2 separate regions of the Oryctolagus cuniculus genome follow, and region 1 is linked to region 2. Evidence: chromatin contacts called from public Hi-C data. All regions are on one chromosome and are shown on one strand. The core of a region is the stretch at or near the end of the contact, and the rest is flanking DNA. Distances in the headings are between cores, read along the strand shown.

Evidence for each region. A called contact is a pair of places that touch in the nucleus more often than the background predicts.
Region 1: a contact with region 2 is called in a Hi-C map of embryonic fibroblasts, with 2.8 times the contacts expected there. The contact joins two enhancer-like sites. A contact is called at or near these places in 5 of 6 Hi-C or Micro-C datasets (ear pinna, embryonic fibroblasts, psoas muscle and 2 more).

Annotation. Positions count from the first base shown.
Region 1 is chr8:57,086,330-57,090,719 of mOryCun1.1, reverse strand. It overlaps HADH (hydroxyacyl-CoA dehydrogenase), which reads left to right. Exons shown (of 8, transcript XM_002717172.5): 4 at 597-723; 5 at 3,013-3,102. Among named protein-coding and RNA genes, the nearest start is that of HADH, 39 kb to the left of the region's middle. Within about 2 kb of position 1,474, at least 1 of the 8 cell types and tissues checked has an H3K27ac peak or open chromatin away from gene starts, as enhancers often do.
Region 2 is chr8:56,462,388-56,467,081 of mOryCun1.1, reverse strand. No RefSeq gene overlaps it. Among named protein-coding and RNA genes, the nearest start is that of RPL34, 14 kb to the left of the region's middle. Within about 2 kb of position 2,056, at least 1 of the 8 cell types and tissues checked has an H3K27ac peak or open chromatin away from gene starts, as enhancers often do.

The DNA of each region.
Region 1 (4,390 bases), core at 225-2,724, 620 kb before region 2:
GCAGAATTCCTTGAACGTGTACCATGTGTGTAGGTATATCTTATCCCTTATCTGCCTGTGTAAGCTGAAAATGTCTTAGACCATATTGGTTTCTTTCTATTTTCATCTTAATTCCCATATAAAGGAAAATTAGATATTTTTCATTGAGGATTTATGTATTTGTTTACAGCTTTGTGTTGAGTTTAGATATCTGTGGTCCATTGTACCTTTTTTTTTCTTTGTCTTTGATCACTTAGAATTTCATTTTCTGACTGAGGTTGGTTAAGTAGCTTGACCAATTAGCTGCCTCCTTTTTTCTTTGCAAACCATAAAATTCAACTAATACAACTAGACAGGAGAAACTTTGATCCTGAAAAATTAAGGAAATATTGGTGAAGATTAAGCATTCATTTGGAACAGGTAACTTCATTTAGAATTTCAAAATTTAAATAAAACTGAAGTCCCTTGCTCTCGGCCTGCTGTTTGGAGATGTGCCTTTCCCCCGTGCTCAGCGGGCTGGGACAGCAGAGTGGGCAGTTGGCAGGCGCCATGCGCACCATGTGCAGCGCCACCCCCAGGAGGAGACTCGCAGTGACGCCCCGCTGTTCTCTTCACAGACAAACGATCTTTGCCAGCAACACTTCCTCCCTGCAGATCACAAGCATAGCCAATGCCACCACCAGACAGGACCGCTTCGCTGGCCTGCATTTCTTCAACCCGGTGCCCGTGATGAAGCTTGTGGAGGTCAGTGCAGCCCGCCGCGATGTCTGCTTGCTCTGCCAGCCATCTCAGCCCCGAGTCCCCGAAGCCCCGGGTGGATTCCTAGGGCCCTAGGAGGGCCCCCCCAGGGTTACTGTTTGGGCTGCTTCTGCTTGCCTGCTTGGATACCTGCACAGGAGGGAGACGGAGTCAGGGTAGACAATTTGTACCCGAAATGTGGCGGCTTGCCCTTTAAGTGGGCTAATTACAGGGTCTCAGGCACAGCCGCTATTAAAATAGCATTTGTTCTGAGGGTGAGGGGTTATTGCCGTGCAAAGTGTGGGGGATGCTGCTGGGTGGAGCCAGGCAAACCCCAGAGACCAGCCCGGCCTCATGGGAGTGTGGATGGGGTCTGTGTGCCTCCTGCGTTCTCCCCCAGCCCCTTTTCCTGCCTCTCTCCCTGTTCTGTGCCCCTACCCCCAGCAGAAGCATTTTTTTTTAATCAGTCATAACGGTGGCCGTATTTTCCTGTCCGTCTCAAGTGCCACCTGGCCCATCCTACAGTAGGAATCTGAGTGCCCTGCTAACCTTGTTCCCTCCCATTGCCTTTGGCCTCTTTGGAGAAGTTGAGCCATGAAGGGCAGGGCCCGGGCGGTGGAAGCTGCAGCATTTCCCCTGGTGTGGAGGATGGAGTTGTCCACGTTAGAGGGCACGGGCCTGGTTGGTTCCTTAGCCACTGTGTCGCATTACCGTAAAGTCTGAGGAGGTTATATTCCAGCGTGTTCCTCTGAGAACGTCCGCCAGCATCTCTGGAAGTGTAGAATGTGGGTGGTTCCCAGCTACCGCTTAGCAAATGTTACTGTTGTCTAGAAACTCTTTCCTCGAAATGCTCTTCTGTGCCCGGTGTGTGCTCTGTAACGGGCTGTCACGCGTGCTGCTGCCCGGGAGCACCAGCGGGGGCCGCATCCCAACAGAGTGCCCCTCACCTCTCCCTGGGACTGACTGCACTCATTTAAATAGAGAAAGCAAGCGAGGGTTTTCCCCTAGACTCTGGGGACTCTAAGCCGAATCTGCAGCACCATGCTGTTTGTTGCATGAATGCGTGAACCTGCGTCACTCCTGGTCCAGTAAGCAAACCTTTACCACTGACTCTCTTAAAGCAGTGGCTTCTTCCTGGCGCTCTTTTCCAGCTCCAGGTAGTGCCAGCACTGCTGTTTCATCGTGGTCCCTGCCAGGCGGTTGCTGGGTCATCTCAGCCCACTCCTCCTCTCCAGCTCAGTGGTACCTGTTTCTTGTTCCACTCTCTCCTGCCCTTTAGTGTCCTAACACCGCCACCCCAGGCTGGAGTGGTAGCAGCCCTCTTCTCACCCTTGCAGACGCCAGCTCACCGAGCCAGAAGCCCTCCTCCATCCACAGGGTCTGTCCCGTATCCTAACCCCCACTTGCCTAAGATCACATAAAGCGCCCGGTGGAGAAGCTGAGCTTGCGTTGGCTCTGCTGGTGGAGGCTGCTCACTGCCATTTAAATTGGAAATCAGTTCAGTTGATAGTTTCCAGGGCCTTGTCGTTCACCAGATCTCGTTCCTGGCAGATTGAAGGCCGAAGCCTTCCCTGAGAGCAGACCATGCCAAGCCCTGTGCCTGCTGCCGAGCAGGTGGGCCCTCTGTGCTGTGGATTAAGCCTTGCCCATTTCAAAGGGCTGTCGGGCCCAGGGCCTCTGCGTGGGAGGTGGCGGGATGGGTGGAGCACTCCTCTAGGAGTCCCAGGGACCCGTGATACGGGCAGATCCCGCCATCTCTCTGGGGCTCCTCCTCTCTCACACGAGAAGGTGGGTTCCCTGCCGAGAACTGGAAGGGCAGTCATCATTCTCCCCTAGGCGTCCAGTCACCAGCCTGCAGTAATTAATCATAGCAGTAAAACAGTAGCAAAAACCAGCATTCGCTGAGCGCTCCGTACCTCCCAGGAGCTGTGCTCTGCTGCTCTACCCCCTGATCTGATTGCATTCCCTCCTCACCTCCTCTACGTGGATAGAGTGAGTCAGCGTCATTTCAAGTTCAAGAAACATGTCCAGGGTCACATAGCCAGAAAGTAGTGCTACTGGGAGCTGAGCCCAGGTCTGCCTCAGACAGAGCCTGTAAAACACTCTCTCCTCTCTTGCATTTTAAGCTCTGATTTGGTACATTCTGTAGGACTCTGTTGTCTGAAAATGCTGTCTCTTGCCTCATGTCCCTGTGTTGCTGCCTGCATGGACCCTTGCCATCAGTGTGTCCTTGACCTGTTCTCTGGAGGCTGTTTGCTGACTCTCTGATCAAAGTTCTCTGCTTTGCATCTCCAGGTCATTAAAACCCCAATGACCAGCCAGAAGACGTTTGAATCCCTGGTGGACTTTACCAAAGCCCTTGGAAAGCATCCTGTCTCCTGCAAGGTAGAGTGCAGGAGCTTGGGGAGGAAGTGATTTTCTTTGGAACCTGATTTCTTCCTGGTACAGTTTGTGTCATAGCATTATGTGAGAGGTGGGACAGTGTTTACTGTGGACCCCTCTGTGAGCTGGCTACGCTGTCTGTGTGTGGGTACATAGGCTGAGATCTGAGTGGAGCCCAGGGCTGCAGTTGAATAATGGCCTCTGGTCTCTGGGTCCTGGCTTTTGTCAGTTCATGAGTGGTGTATTTTCATAAATAGTTTTTATTGCTTCATCAGGTTTAACTGCTGTAGGGCCTCTGAGAGTAAGGGCTTTGCTTCTGGAGAAAACCTCACAGGTGGAAACCAAAGTAATGAGACAAGAAGAGTCCAGTGTGTCCGAAGTAGCATTCGTGGAGCTGTTTGTCAGTGGAACATCATGTTGTGTTTTTGTTTTGTGGTGTTTAGTTTTCACAAGAAGCATGCTTGCCTTCCAGCCTTTTCTCTCCTTTCTTAAAATGCCCAGTTATTCCAGGCCAGCCCACCCCAGTTGCTGAAATGGTAATGTGCATCAGTGTGGTTACCTTCAGTTTCTCTGTTTGCTGCAGTTCCCCTAGAACTAGGGATTTGGGCAGGTGTTTGGCATAGTGGTTAAGACACCTCTTGGGATACCCATATTCCATATTGAATGCCTGACTTTGAGTCCCTGTTCTATTCCTAATTCCAGCTTCCTGCTAATACCCTGGGAAGCAACAAGTGATGGCAGCTCAAGTAGTTAGTTCAGTCCCTGTCATCCCACAGGAGACCTGGTTTCAATTCCATGCTTCTAGCATTGTCCAGGTTCAGACCTGGTTGTCACAAGCCTCTGGGGAATGAACCAATAAATGGGAGGTCTCTATTTCTGTCTCTCTGCGTTTCAAATAAATAAATAAATACTTTTTATGAGTTCTGTAAACTTAGAGACTAAAAGCAGTATAGGGGCAATACTTCTACATGATTTTGCAGTTTTTCTAAAGGATAGTTGTGTCACAAAATGCTATACCATTCAGTTTTATAAATAAAGCACTTACCTTTTTAAAAACTTTTCTTATTTGAGAGGTAGAAAGATAGATAGAGGGAAGGAAATCTCCCAATATCTGATTCACTTCCCAGATGCCTGCACTGATTGACGCTGGGACCCAATCCAGGTTTCCCATGAGGGTGGCAGGGACCCAACCACTTGTGCCATCACCTGCTGCCTCCCAGGGTGTACATTAGCAAGAAGCTGGAATCCGCTGCAGAGCCGGGACTCAAACCCAGGCACTCTGGCAGGATGT
Region 2 (4,694 bases), core at 807-3,306:
AAAATAAAAAAAAAATTAAAAAAAAAAATCATAAAGGAAAGTTCATAGTGCTGTGGGTCAATTTAAGAACTTCATGGACAGGTAAGGTGTATTCTTCTATGGAGGTGATGTTTAAGGTTAGAGCAAGGATAAGCAGACACTAGCTGGGTGACAAGTATGTAGAACATTCCAAACATAGGAATTAATATGTGCAATTGCCTTAAGTCAACAGACAGCTTATATTACAAATAAAATTAATTCATGCAACCCAGTTCACTCTCAATATTTAGAGCCCAATAAATCTGAAATGTGTGAACAACTTGTTAGTCACTAGGAAGGACCAAGCCTGTCAGCACACAGCTCTTAGAGCACTTATATTGTCCCTAGGGCCAGAAGATCCATGCCACTTTTTGCATCCTAAGGGAGATCACTGAGAGAAAAGCTCTGTAAACTGCTTTAGTTGAAGAAACTCCTCTGCATCAGGAGATATTTAAATTATGCAACTCCCTAGATAACTTGGGCACCAGCCTTCTATAAAGGAGGGAAAGGATCAAACTTATTGACTGAATTCCCCTGACCTTCATTCAGCTTCTGTATTCCTTGGCCTGTACAAATAGCCCGAGGGCCCTCTTAACTCTGTAGGGTTGGGAGTAAGCTTACAGCTTGACATGCTTAAAGAACAAATGGTCTTGAAGAAAATTCAAATGTTTATTGCATTTTAATGTAGGTTGTATAAGGACTCTGCAGGCCACATGGTCTCTGTCACAACTATTCAATTGTGACCTTCATAGAGTGAAAGTAGCCGTGGACAATTCATAAATGACTGTTCCATGTAAATGCCATGTTCCAGTAAAGCTTTATTTGCAAATACTGATGTCAGGTCGGATTTGGCCTGCAGGTCATAGCTTGAGGACTTTGTGCTGGGTGACCCTGCTTCTAGTGACAACTGCCATTGGACTGCAACTGCATAAGAGACCTCAAGTAAGGCAAGCAGAAAACTGTCTTAAGTCTAATTAGCCCAAAGGGTGATGGGAAAAAATAAAATGATTGCTTTTTCCCCATCTCTCTAAACACTGACATGATTTGGTACATGGCCGTATACCATGAAAACTGGTAGAGTACAATGATCTTTATTTCTTGTTGCTTACATACCCCTTCGAGAATCTGAAAAGCTATGTAGACCCTTGCACATTTTTAGATCATCATCTAAACATTTTCTTTAGTAATTTATAGCCTTCTAAAGTGTATCATTGCCAGTAGAATGAACATTTTGATAATTTTGAAGAAAATGGTTTGATTTAATATATTGAATAAAAGCTAGATAGCAGAAACTTTTTAAAATACAGGCTCTTCCAATAGCTGAATTCCTTTTCTTTGACATATATTGCTGTTCTATTTCCTTGAGTATCCCTTACTGATAAGTAATTCTCACAGTTCTACAAGAGAGCCAAAGAGAGTCATGGAGAGCTGCCACCCAGTTCCCCTGTGGCTGCCCCTTCAGTCTGTTCTCTGCTTCAGTCTCAAGGGACTCTCGCCCAGGAGTGATGCATTCTTTGACAATTTCAGGTGGTGAAAAGTGAGAAGGATGTTGACATCATTGTCCCCACACTGTTGTTATTAATTATTTTAATATTAATATCTTAAGGGTCCTTGCTATCTGTTTAGATAAAAATTCTGAATATCAGCTCAAATAAAACAGGCAAGAAGGTAAGTTTTAGTATTTTTTTAGTGAGAGAAGGTGCGAAGGAAGGTGAGGGCTTTATTTAAGGGAGAAAGAAGTGTAAAAGTATAAGCTGGGTCCATACCAGGCAGAGAGCAGGCTGGGAGCCAAGTGGAGCGAAGCGTGGGTTAGGAGTAGGCACTGGTAGCATAGTGGGTGGACAGAAAGGAGAGAGAGGTGGGGCCAGGAGGCCATGTGCCAGAAGGCATGGGACAACAAGGGGGCTGACCCAGCGTGATCCACATCTTTTAATCACTTCCAAAGGGGAGTGATTATGTAATTTAATCAACAGTTAGGTGCATGAGATCACACAGGCGGCAGGAAGGGGTGTGGTTTTCCAGCTCATGAATCTAATTAATCCTATCTGCCTGCTCATGTCAACACTATCTACATTACATCTGAGTTCAGGGAGTTCCCAGTATGGGCCAGAAGGACCTGCTCCAGTGCCTCAGTTTCCTGTATGGGGAAGACAGGGAAAGACTTGCCATCATTTTTTTATCAGTCAATTTTTATTTTTAAGACATTGGCTATGAACTGGGTAATATTTTAGGCACTGGGATGAACAATATAGATAAAAATCCTTGCCCTAGTGGAGGACTCACAAACAACAAATGAATGAACAAGGAGTACATATTTAGGCTGGTGGTTAAGATGCCAGCATCCACATTGGAGCAATGTAGACCCTGGAGGACAGCAGCAGTGGCTCAAGTGATCAGATAGGAGTCCTGGATTGAGATCCAAGCTCCCAACTTCTGTTTTGCAATTTATTTTATTTTTATTTTTAAAAAAGATTTATTTATTTGAAAGTCAGAGTTACACAAAGAGAGGAGAGGCAGAGAGAGAGAGAGAGAGAGGTCTTCCATCCAATGGTTCACTCCCCAATTGGCCACAACGGCCGGAGCTGCACCGATCCGAAGCCAGGAGCCAGGAGCTTCTTCCAGGTCTCCCATGCGGGTGCAGGGGCCCAAGGACTTGGGCCATCCTCCACTGCTTTCCCAGGCCATAGCAGAGAGCTGGGTCTGAAGTGGAGCAGCTGGGTCTCGAACTGGTGCCCATATGCTAAGGCGTTAACCTGCTGTGCCACAGAGCTGGCTCAGTCTTCAATTTGAATATTGTGAGGGAAGACCTTCCCAAGGAGGGGACGTTTAAGAAAAGCCTGAAGGTTGAGAGAAAGGAACCATGAAGATATCTGGGAAAGGGCTTTCTGAGCAGAGAATGGTTTGACGGCAGGAGGGTGCCAGGTAGATGGAGCTGAGGGAGAGAACGTTAGAAATGAGAGTAAGGAGTTCACAGGGTGCCAGATTGTATGTTACAGTTAGAACCAATATGACCCTCAGATCTGGGCAAGAGGGACCACTACTCGGGGTCCCATGCATTAGGGGGCTGCTGTGGCTGTCCCCTGCCAGTATCTCACACCACAAGGAAACATCAGGGGACCAGGGGGCTGCTGATCCCCAAAACCTGATCCCCTTCTAGACATTAATTGGCAGTGCCTGAGCATTCCTCCTCTCTGGCCATCTCAAGGGAGGATTGTGTCTTGGACAAGCTCATCCATAGGTCTGAGGGTGCCTGAAGGGTGTGTGGATGGAGCTTGGACACTGGGCTGAGTTGTCTACAGACCTACACATGAGTCCCCTCAATTGTGAGAAGGACCAGGGGGCTGGGCAGGGAATGGGCTGCTCCTGCACTGCCATGTTTTAGGCAGAGAAACCGAAGAGCCCTAGAATTCTAAAATCAAACCCAGCTATTGAAGTGAGGTTTGGGAGGTACGGTTGTCAAAGTGGGAGGACAGAACATATCTTCTTGAGCCATTTGTCAACTTGATTTAGACATAAGATATTTTGGCCCATATTGGCATTCTTGCCCTGAGTCCTGTGAGGCATTGTGGGTATGTCTGACTCTGGCTCTGAGTGGACAGAAGGCCATAAGAGGTGCTCTGCTTGGAAGAGGCTGTGCTGACCCCATATTTAAGATGGTCCATTTTACTGCCTTTAATTTTATATCCCTCTAGTCAAGCACCATGGACCATCATCAGGGTTTGAGGTTTCCTTTCTTTTCTACAATGGGAGAAGAGTTATTGTAAAAAGGAGCACTGGAAGAATTGGAATGAAATTTTCTCAGAGGGGTCAATTGTAGGAAAGAGCGCAGGTGGAGGCTGATAATGTAGTAATTGTTTTCCTTAAAACTAGCAATGCCCCAGTACCCTCTTGGAACATTAATGGTGCCCCATGAATGTTTTACTCCAATCTGAAGATCCCTGCTACAGTGAAGTAGTGTTGTATTAGAAGATCAGAAGCCTAGGCTGTAGAACTGGCTCTGCCGCTATTTCTATGATCTTGGGTAAGTCGTTTGCTAGTTCCAGATTAGACTAGTGATCTCCAAAGTCTCCTGTTCATGAACTCACTAATTCATTTTATTTGTCCTGCCAATAAATTGAGCATTCATGATGCTCCAGACACTGGAATGGAGCTCAGCTCTCAAGGTGAATACAAGACCTCTAAGTGCCTTCCAGGAGCTCACGGTCAAGTAGCTTAGTTCAAACCAGGTAGCACCTATGACATGTTTAGGAAATTTGTTGGGGCATCAGTGCTGGACCGTCTGTAACACATAGATCATTTCTGCTCAGCAAATTCCCCTGAGTCCTACATGATTTTCCAATACCCGATCAGATTGTTATATATTTAAGAAACCTGTTTATCATTATCCAAGCTTTAGTAAACTCCACTTAAATATAAACATACAAAGTATTTTTGGCATGGTTTTAATAAATACTTAAATTTCTAGGAATGCAACCACTATGTAAAACCAGGGAAGATTATATTTTTCTTTTGAGCATTATCTTGAGAAATCTAACATTTTGGTAAAAAAAAAAAAGCAATTCATAAAACTTTGATCTTCTGCATGGTAATCTAAGATTCCCAATTTTTAAGAAAAAAATGTAAATGTATGAGTGAATTTGCTGATTTACATTTTTCTTAAATCTTTGATGTTAGAT